Regions from separate parts of the Mus musculus genome. Here region 2 is linked to region 1. Evidence: chromatin contacts called from public Micro-C data. All regions are on one chromosome and are shown on one strand. Each heading gives the region's core, a stretch centred on a gene start, on an enhancer-like site or on the middle of the called end of the contact. The rest is flanking DNA. Distances are from core to core; before and after follow the strand shown.

Region 1 (4,194 bases), core at 608-3,107:
ATCCCCTGGGACATGAAAGCAGCCATCTGTATTGGCCATTCCTATAGGTAGAGGAGCGTGGAGGGACAGGGAGAGAAGCTGAAGGTTGGCCAGCATCTACAGCTTGTACGAACAGTGTGGCCTCCTAAAGTCCATCCTTTATCCCGCAGGGAACGGCCCTGGACGTAAGCCCTTCCACTGAGCTTGTAGGTTGGGGCAGTACTACCACTTTGTGTGGGCAGTAGCCATAACTGACTGACTAGCTGACTGTTCTCAAGATCAAATGGGGAGGAAGTGTTGTAATGCAGAAGCCTGCAACGGGGCTTGTTAGAACAGAAGGTCGCTGTGAACAAGCAGAGACACCCGAGTCCACGTGGCTTTGTAAGTCTTCAACCTCGCGCTCCCTGCCCCCCCCCCCCAACCCCTTCCCCACCTCGGGGAGTACACCTGCTGTCCTCATAACAGGCCTTTCGTGCCTTTCTGTGATCTAATTTTCAACTCGCTTTGGCAGACTTCAGAACCTTGGTCTTCTCCAAGCCTAGAGATGCAGAAGAGATGGTGATCTACTTGACCGTCTCATGAGCAAAGAGACTGAGTTTCAGGGAAGCCGAGGTCAGTCAGTTAAGTGGGCCTAGAAAGGGCAATGAGTGGTTCATTTTGCAGATGGGGAAGTAGAGGCAGGCAGCAAATGAAGGCAGGACCTGAGCTTCTACTCTAAGCTGTTTCTTCTAACCCACAGCACAGGATAACTTTCTCTGCTTACACACTGTATAAATGTAGTTTTAGAGCCACCTGCCTTTCACGGGGGACTCAGAGAGGCCTGGGGGGCAGCTCTGGGGAGCTGAGCCTGTATTAGTTGTCACAGTGCTTCATCTGGCAACCATGGCTTCAGAGTTTATTTGGCCCACAGTTGACAGTGTGGCCTGTCACAGCAGGGACAGCACGGCAGCAGGAGCTTGAGAACTCTGGTCACCTCGCACACACACGTTCAGGAAACAGAAACAAATACTGGCCCTCACCCCATTTTCTTTTTTCTTTAGTCTAGGACCCCAACCCCCAGGGTGGTACCTGCCGTCCATGTTCATGGATCTTCCTACCTCAGTGAACCCCATCAAAAACCCCCGTACTGACAACACCCAGTGGCTTGTCTCCTGGGTGATTTTAGATCCTGGTTAAGATGGCAATCAGTGTGAACTGTCACAGAGCTCAGGTTACAGGGAAGCCCAGGAAACAGCTCTGGCTGTCCTAGAGTTGCTTTATAGACAAGGTTGACCTTGAACTCACAGAGATAAGCCTGCTTCTGCCTCCCAAATGCTGGGATTAAAGGTGTGTGACACCACACCCAGCCTCCCTCATGCATTTTTTTAAAAAGAGATTTTTAAAGTTGTGTGTGTGTGTGTGTGTGTGTGTGTGTGTGTGTGTATGAGTGTGCTCACACACTGGCACGTATGTGCGTACATGCACATTTGTCTTTCTGTGGATATGTGCTTTTGAGCACAGATGTAGGAGAAGACCAAAGGCATCAGCTTCCTTGGGGCTGGAGGTCCAGACAGTCACAGCCCCCATGTGAGTGTTGGGAGCTGGCTTCTGGTCCTCGGCAAGGGCAACAGTGCCCTTAACCACTGAAAGATCAGTGTAGTCCTCCTGCACCTTTGTGCCAGGTCAAGTGGACAGCTGTGCCTCTGGCTTCCAGAAGTGGGAACAACAAGAGAAGACACTCTCCTGGGAGTTCCCTGGACCCACCCTCCTCCCCGAGGGGAGTGAGTAGTTCTTAGCATCACATGGGGAGCAACACCATCTCACAGTGCACTCTCCTTCCATGGTCTCTCTGCTGCTCCCGAGCCTGCCTAGCTCTGACTCACAGCTCTCTGAGTCCTTGATCCGGGCCTACCATTCCCATGGCCCCGGGGACTTCCAGGATTAGTGTCCCTGCCTGGGATCTGTGTTTTGTCTATCAAATATGCTGCCTTTATTTAGTGCTGATCCGTTTGCCCATTTTACTAATGAGGAGCTGTCCGTGGCCGAGATAATGTGTGTTTCCAAGCACTTTTGAGAAAGTGCCAGCTAAGGGCAGAGATCTGACACTTGAGTCGGAGGCTGTGACTCAACATGGGACCAGGTGAGATCTGCAGAAGCATGTTTGTAGTATTGGGAAGAGCTGGGTGGGACGCCCTTAACATTGCAGGCTCATCAGGGCTAGGAACCCATGCTGGAGGTGCCCAGAGAAACCACATGATACAAGTATGCCAGACACATATGTCTGCCTGCATGCATGGATACATGCACACACTTAATATTTGTGTTCCAGAAGACTGGACAGGCGAGGGAGATGAGAGTCACTGGTTGAACATCTTAACTGGTTCTGGGGTTGTGGCCTCCCAACCCAGGCCTTTGCTCTGAGAGTTGGGAGCTTATAACCCTCAGATAATTCTGGTTGAGTTTAAGGGTTGAACTCTTAGGTCCAAGGAAGGCCATGCCTGACATGTGTTACAAGCAGGTGATTTGCAGTGACCAAAGTAGTTGGGGGCTGCTGTTGCTTAAGCATCCACGCCAAACTCATGTTGAAATTTAGTCCCCACAGGGAGGCATTTAGAGGTGAGGCTGGAGGCACAGGAGAGGTAGTGGGCCTGGGTTTAGGGCCTTAGCACCCACGTAAAAAGCTGTGTGTGGCTGTATGTTCCTATAATCCCAGCATGGAGGGGAACAGAGACAGGAGGAGACCTGGAGCTTGCAGCCAGCCAGTCTAGCTAATCAGAGAACTCCAAGTTCAGTGAGAGACCTTGACTCAATACTATAAAGTATAGAGTGATTGGGGAAGACACTTGATATGAACTTCTGGTCTCCACATGCACATACGCTCACGTGCATGTATGTGCATGCACATGTGCATGTGTGAGTACACACACACACACACACACACACACACACACACACACACACACGAGGTAGAGCAGGCTGGGCTTTAAGAGGTTACTGGCCAGAGGGTGCATTCAGGGACTTCCATGCAGGGTAACTTCACACAGTCAGAGTAGCAGGGAGCGACAGGCTTCAGGCAGCCTCGAGCCTAGTACATTTTGCCTTCAACTCACTTGTAGGATTTATTTTTGCTAGCATATTTACTTAAATCTGGCTTCAGCTAGTGTTAAAATTAGCAAGCATTCCTTAAGAAGGTGCCCCAGCAGATGGGAGACACTTAGAAGCGAGCCTGGAACTGGAGGAAGTTTGCCTGAGAGGCAGCACCAGTCACAGATTATCCCTAATGGGTGTCCCCATGGAGTCTGAGAACCCAGAGTCTCTCTGGCAGGTTCCAAGGAAGGTGGCAGGGCTGATGTAATAGATAAAGATGAGGAAAGCTTCCAGGATCCAGTTCATTGATTCAGAAAGACGGTGGGGGCGGGGGCTGGCTGGGTGGTAGAGCTCTCGCTGCTCAGTTGAGAGATCTCTTTCTTATTCAGTGTGCAAGAAGGCCTGGGTTGGATCCTCAGCGCTAAGCAAACTGGGTGTGGGAACACGAGTCTTTAATCCCAGCACTGGAGATAGACGTAAGACAATCAGAGGTTCAGAGTATTGAGAAAAAGAAAAAAAGAAAAGAAGAAGAAGAAAAAAAAAACAGGCAAAAACTCACAAGAGCTGGTCTTGGCCAGCTCCTTGGTTTTATAGACAAATTGCAGCTCGGAGCAGAAGGTGACTTGTCCCAATCCCACAGCCAACAAACCACAGACCAAGAGCTGAGTGTACATTGCACGATTTCCAGTCCTTGGTCCCCTTCTGCCTCTGTGCTTATGAGAGCGGGCATCCCTTGGGACTCTTCCCGCTATGAGTGAGAGGCATCGGCTGAGAAGGCAGGGATAAACGGGCCTGGAGAGGGTGGGGTTGAGTGGACACGGGATTCTTTGGCCCTCTGCTTCCTAGCAGGCTTCTTCTAGCTGGTCTCAGTATATTTATCTGTAAAATGGAGAGCTTGGCTCTCGTGGGCTGGCCAAGGCAAGACATATCAGACCAGAGCATTCTTTCTTGGCCACTGAGACCTCAGAGATGGGGTAGAGCCAGGGTCAGGCAGTGGAAAGCCGTGGCTCCAAGACCGGGAGGCGCCTGGTCCAGGGTGGAGGTGGGGGCAGAGAGCGGCAGAGTTAGCGCAGTGCCTTCCACCCCAGCTATTTTTACCCCCAGAGCACTGGACTGCAAGAGGCCTGACTAAAAATACCAGCAGCCTGT
Region 2 (4,275 bases), core at 241-2,740, 170 kb before region 1:
CCGACCAGGACTTCAGATAGAAGGGGCACTGTGGAGGAGGCATGGAGGAGTGACAGGGACTGGGAGAGGGACCTTTGAAAAGGAACCAAGGCAGTATATCCTGAAGGAAGGGGTGGCCAGCGATGTCGATTTGTATTTTAAAAATGTCCAACATGTCTATATAAACCCAGGAACTGAAACCAGGGAGACAGAGCCGTTAGCAATGATTTACACTGGGGCTTTGGGGGCGGCTTTGAAAGATCTTAGTTTCAAAGAACAGGGACTCAACTCATATGTGGTGGAGACAACAATAGGGGCCAGTGTGTGTGTGTGTGTGTGTGTGTGTGTGTGTGTGTGTGTGTGTGTATGTATTTATTGGTTTCTGCCACTGAGAAGTTCAGGGGTGGGTCTGTCTTTGGCACAGCCTGGACAATATGTCGTCAGGACTTTGGCCTCTGTTGTCCTGTGTGGACTTCCTTCTTTGGCATAATGTCCCCCAGGCAAAGCTCCTAACAGTTACACACACACACACACACACACACACACACACACACACACCTATTCAGCAGCTTTAGAATGGAAAGCTAGTCTTTGTTCCCAGTGGCTTCAGGAAAATCCTGGGACTGCCTTTGATTGGCCAGGGTTGGTCATATGTCCTTTCTGAGCCAGTCACTGTGGTCAAAATGTGCTGGCACTTGAATGGCCAGGTGTAAATCCTATGTCGTGTTATCCCCCTCCCACTCCACCCCCCCACCCCCCAAGGCAGAGTCAGCTCCAGCTAAGCTGCTTTTATTGAGGAGGGCGAGTCCCAGGCACAAAAATGAAATCTGTAGGTTTCCAAGAAAGAGTTCAATGACAATCACATGTAGATGACAGGGCCATTTCTGAAGGGCATGGGCAAGGCCTACTGAGTCACCCTTTCCCAAAGCGGTGAGCATGGGGCAGATAAGACTGTACTTTGAATACTAGAGGTGCCCTTGGGACAAGCTAGTGGGAAATTGGCATAGTTGGTGGTGGCTTAGTAGTTTCCAAGCCGAGACTTGCCATTTGCTTTATTACTTAATTTTTGAAAAAAAAAAAAAAAGTATGTGCCTCAGTTTCCCTCCTGAGAACTGGGCTGATATAGGGATGGTGTTTATTTCTTAGGGATCATCTACCATAAGGGGTTGGCTCCCTTCCTGGGAAAGTCGAGGAAGGTTTGCTATTAGTGTGGTGGCCTTGATCTTCCAGGGTTGACTGCCCTTGAGTCCTGTGTAGTTACATCCCCAGGACTGGCCCCAGAACTCAGTAACATGTTGCCTATAGGCAATATTCTGCCTATAGGGATGGAAGGAAGAAGGGAGACCCTGTTAGTGGGGTGTGGTCATGGGGGAATCCTGACGGGGCTGGGTCAAAGCTAATGCGGAGCATGACAGAAAGGCAGATAGATGGTGGAGAGGGGACAGGAGGGCCTGGCCTTCTCGCCAGATGGCTGATTTGCCTAGAGCCAGCAGGGGTCACTGCAGATCTAAGTAACTTTAGCAAGGTAGTGGGCCTCTTGCATCATTACCTGTCTGCATAGCCAGGGTGCAGGACCAGTTCTGGACAGGTGCTTGAGGTTTGCCTCATGTAGTTGAAAGTGACTATCTTGGTCATCTGGCCCTGATGTCCTTGTAGGCCTCCACAGCTGCCTGAGCTCATGGCCTACTGAGCCCAGCTTCCAGCAGGACCTGGAAAGTCTCTAGGGATGCCTTCTATAGAAGCCACCTGGGCCCAAGGCATCTCTCTTCTTGTTCTGGCTCAGCAGGTTGGTAACCAAGGATAGGAAACGTGTAAACCTCATTTTATCAAGGTCCCCTGAGTTTATCTGCACCTGTGTTGCCACAAATGCTTAGCGAAACACCAGTTTACAGTCCTATCTGGGTTAGAGGGCATGTGGGTCCTAGGGAGGTTCATGTCTCAACTGCACCCCTCCCCCACTTACTATAAAGTAGAGTGAAACATGTTTCCTCTAAGATAATGCAAAGAACAAGTGCACAGAGAATGATGTAATTGTATTCTAATAAAAATTATTATTTAAAAAAGTGCACAGAAGAAAATTTCCTTCCCTAAGCTTGACAGAGGGGCTCAGTTCTTCTGGAAGAGTTCCAACAGAAAAGGCCCCCTTAGGACAGGTGGGATGGCTCAGAGGGCAAAGGTGCTTCATGCCAGGTCTGACCAACTGAAGTGCAAGACCCAGAACACACATGATGGGAGAACTGACCAGATTAAAACTAATGTGTGTAATAAAATAAGAAAAGCTCATTTAGAAGTCCTCTCATCTAACGCCCCGTCTCTGCTTTCATTAAAAAAGAAAGGTTGGTAGGGGTTTGAGGAAACTAACTCGCACTGAGGGTGGGGACATCTGGACCGTCGTGGTAGAAGGAAGGAAGCAGGCTCCCAAATGTGAGCTCCTGAGGTTCCATAGCAAGCAAGGCACTGGGAGAGCTCCCAGCCCCTGGCTCCCAGCCAGGAGTCTTCACCCCACCCCACCCTACCCCACCTCCCTCCCCCAAACACACACTCTCTACCCGTCCATCCTCCGGGTCTGGATGCCAAAAGTCTGGAATAGAGCCTGTGCCCTATACACACAAGGCTGCGGTTTCCTCTGTGTGACCCGCAGGCTACCCGGAGGGTGTGGGTGTCGAGCGCGCGCACCAAGGTTGTGTAACAAGCTCCCGGCTTGTGTGCACGCGCTGTGTAACCTGATGCAACAGGGAAGTTTGCGGTCCCGTGAGCTGGGGTGTGGGCGCTTGGCTGGTGGCCAAACCACAAGGACTATTTGACTTACGGCTGTGGAGGAGGCTGCGTTTGGGGGTCGTGGGGCTGTCTACGTCAGGGCTTGTCTGGCTTGCATTGCCCACATCCTGGTCCTTGTGGGCACAGGACTGGGAATGGGGCTGCCTGGTCAGGTGGTGTTGGGGAGAGACTAGTAGACAAGGAATGGTCCCATGTTAGCATGCTGTTGTGACGGGTGGAGAACCGGCTGACTTCCGCCCTGCCCTCGGTGTTTTCCAAGAGCTAACTCTCCTGCCAGTTCCACCTATCTGTCCTGCAGACCTGCACCTCTTACCTCAGATTCAAGTCTTTCTTCTATGCAGCAGTATCTGTCTTTCCTTCCTCTAGCCACTGGAGACCTACATCCCTGTCTCTGTGGACTAGGCTTTCCCCGCACACCTATGTGTGAAGCAGAATGAGGGGAAAGGTTAAAGGGCAAACGCTAATGTTGCCCGTCCAGTTTCTCTAACCCTGTCAGCTCACTACCATTTTGAGCCAAGTGCCTAAGAATGATGTAGGTTCTTCTTGCCTCCCTGGACCCATCTGGAAGGGGGAGTCTTTGCCCTCCCTCCATGGGGCTGACAAAAGGGTCGCTCAGGGACATGGAACTAAAGGGTCCAGGAAGGGATTTGAATGGGAGTTGCCCTTGCTTTTTTTGTCCCCTACCTATACCATCTCACAGATGCCACAGGCACTTCGGAGAGCAAGGGCCCTGGAAGACATGACTAAGAAAGGCATGGCACTGTCTTGCCCGCCCTGGTGAGGGGTGGGTCCACGGCCACGAGTGTATCTTTGATGAAGAGAGATGGGGTTTACGTTTTTATATTCTATTTATTTTTTATTTATTTGCCGCGCGCGCGTGTGTGTGTGTGTGTGTGTGTGTGTGTATGATGCGTGTGGTGCATACATCCCACAGCATGAAACTCAGAGGACCTCCTGCCTCCATCTCTCAACTTCTGAGATTACATACGTTGTGGTCCACCATGCCTGGTTTATATGTTGGCGATCGAACCCAGGGCTTTCTGACTGCCAGGGAAGAGCTCAACCCACTGAGCTCCATCCTCAGACCATGGTCTGGTTCTGTTTGTTTGTTTTTGTTTTTACCTTTACCCACCTATGCTATCCCTTAGAGAGATACTTTCCTTGTGGGCGGCCAGTGGGTACCAGAGAAGCAGGGCTAGATAAAGTGGGGAGGGAATCTGTGTCCAACCCCTCTTTTTTCTCTGGCTGAGTGGCACCTGGCACTGTGACGCTCCTCTCCGTGCTCCCAGGATGACTTGGGTCTCCACCACTCTATTCTGCACTGTCTGTGTGTTGACGACCTGTCTAGGTGCTGACGTAGAACAACCAGAACACCTGAGATGGCACTCTCGGTGTGTCAACCCTCACATACACACAGCCAGGCAGACAAGAAAGCTGTCAGAGCAAACAGAAGCCCAGAGAGGGTAGGTACTGAGCTCAAATGTAAATGGCAGACGTAGTCTAGCCACATCTATCTTA

Evidence for each region. A called contact is a pair of places that touch in the nucleus more often than the background predicts.
Region 2: a Micro-C map of trophoblast stem cells shows a contact between it and region 1, with 1.8 times the contacts expected there. The contact joins two enhancer-like sites. A contact is called at or near these places in 2 of 484 Hi-C or Micro-C datasets (the N1E-115 cell line and trophoblast stem cells) and 4 of 115 datasets of contacts at active chromatin or transcription factors (all in embryonic stem cells).

What each region holds. Positions count from the first base shown.
Region 1 is chr17:45,903,429-45,907,622 of GRCm38.p6, reverse strand. No RefSeq gene overlaps it. Among named protein-coding and RNA genes, the nearest start is that of Gm41584, 20 kb to the right of the region's middle. Within about 2 kb of position 1,857, at least 16 of the 459 cell types and tissues checked have an H3K27ac peak or open chromatin away from gene starts, as enhancers often do. A contact at or near this core is called in the N1E-115 cell line and trophoblast stem cells, where this site is marked.
Region 2 is chr17:46,072,511-46,076,785 of GRCm38.p6, reverse strand. No RefSeq gene overlaps it. Among named protein-coding and RNA genes, the nearest start is that of Mrps18a, 36 kb to the left of the region's middle. Within about 2 kb of position 1,490, at least 208 of the 459 cell types and tissues checked have an H3K27ac peak or open chromatin away from gene starts, as enhancers often do. A contact at or near this core is called in the N1E-115 cell line and trophoblast stem cells, where this site is marked.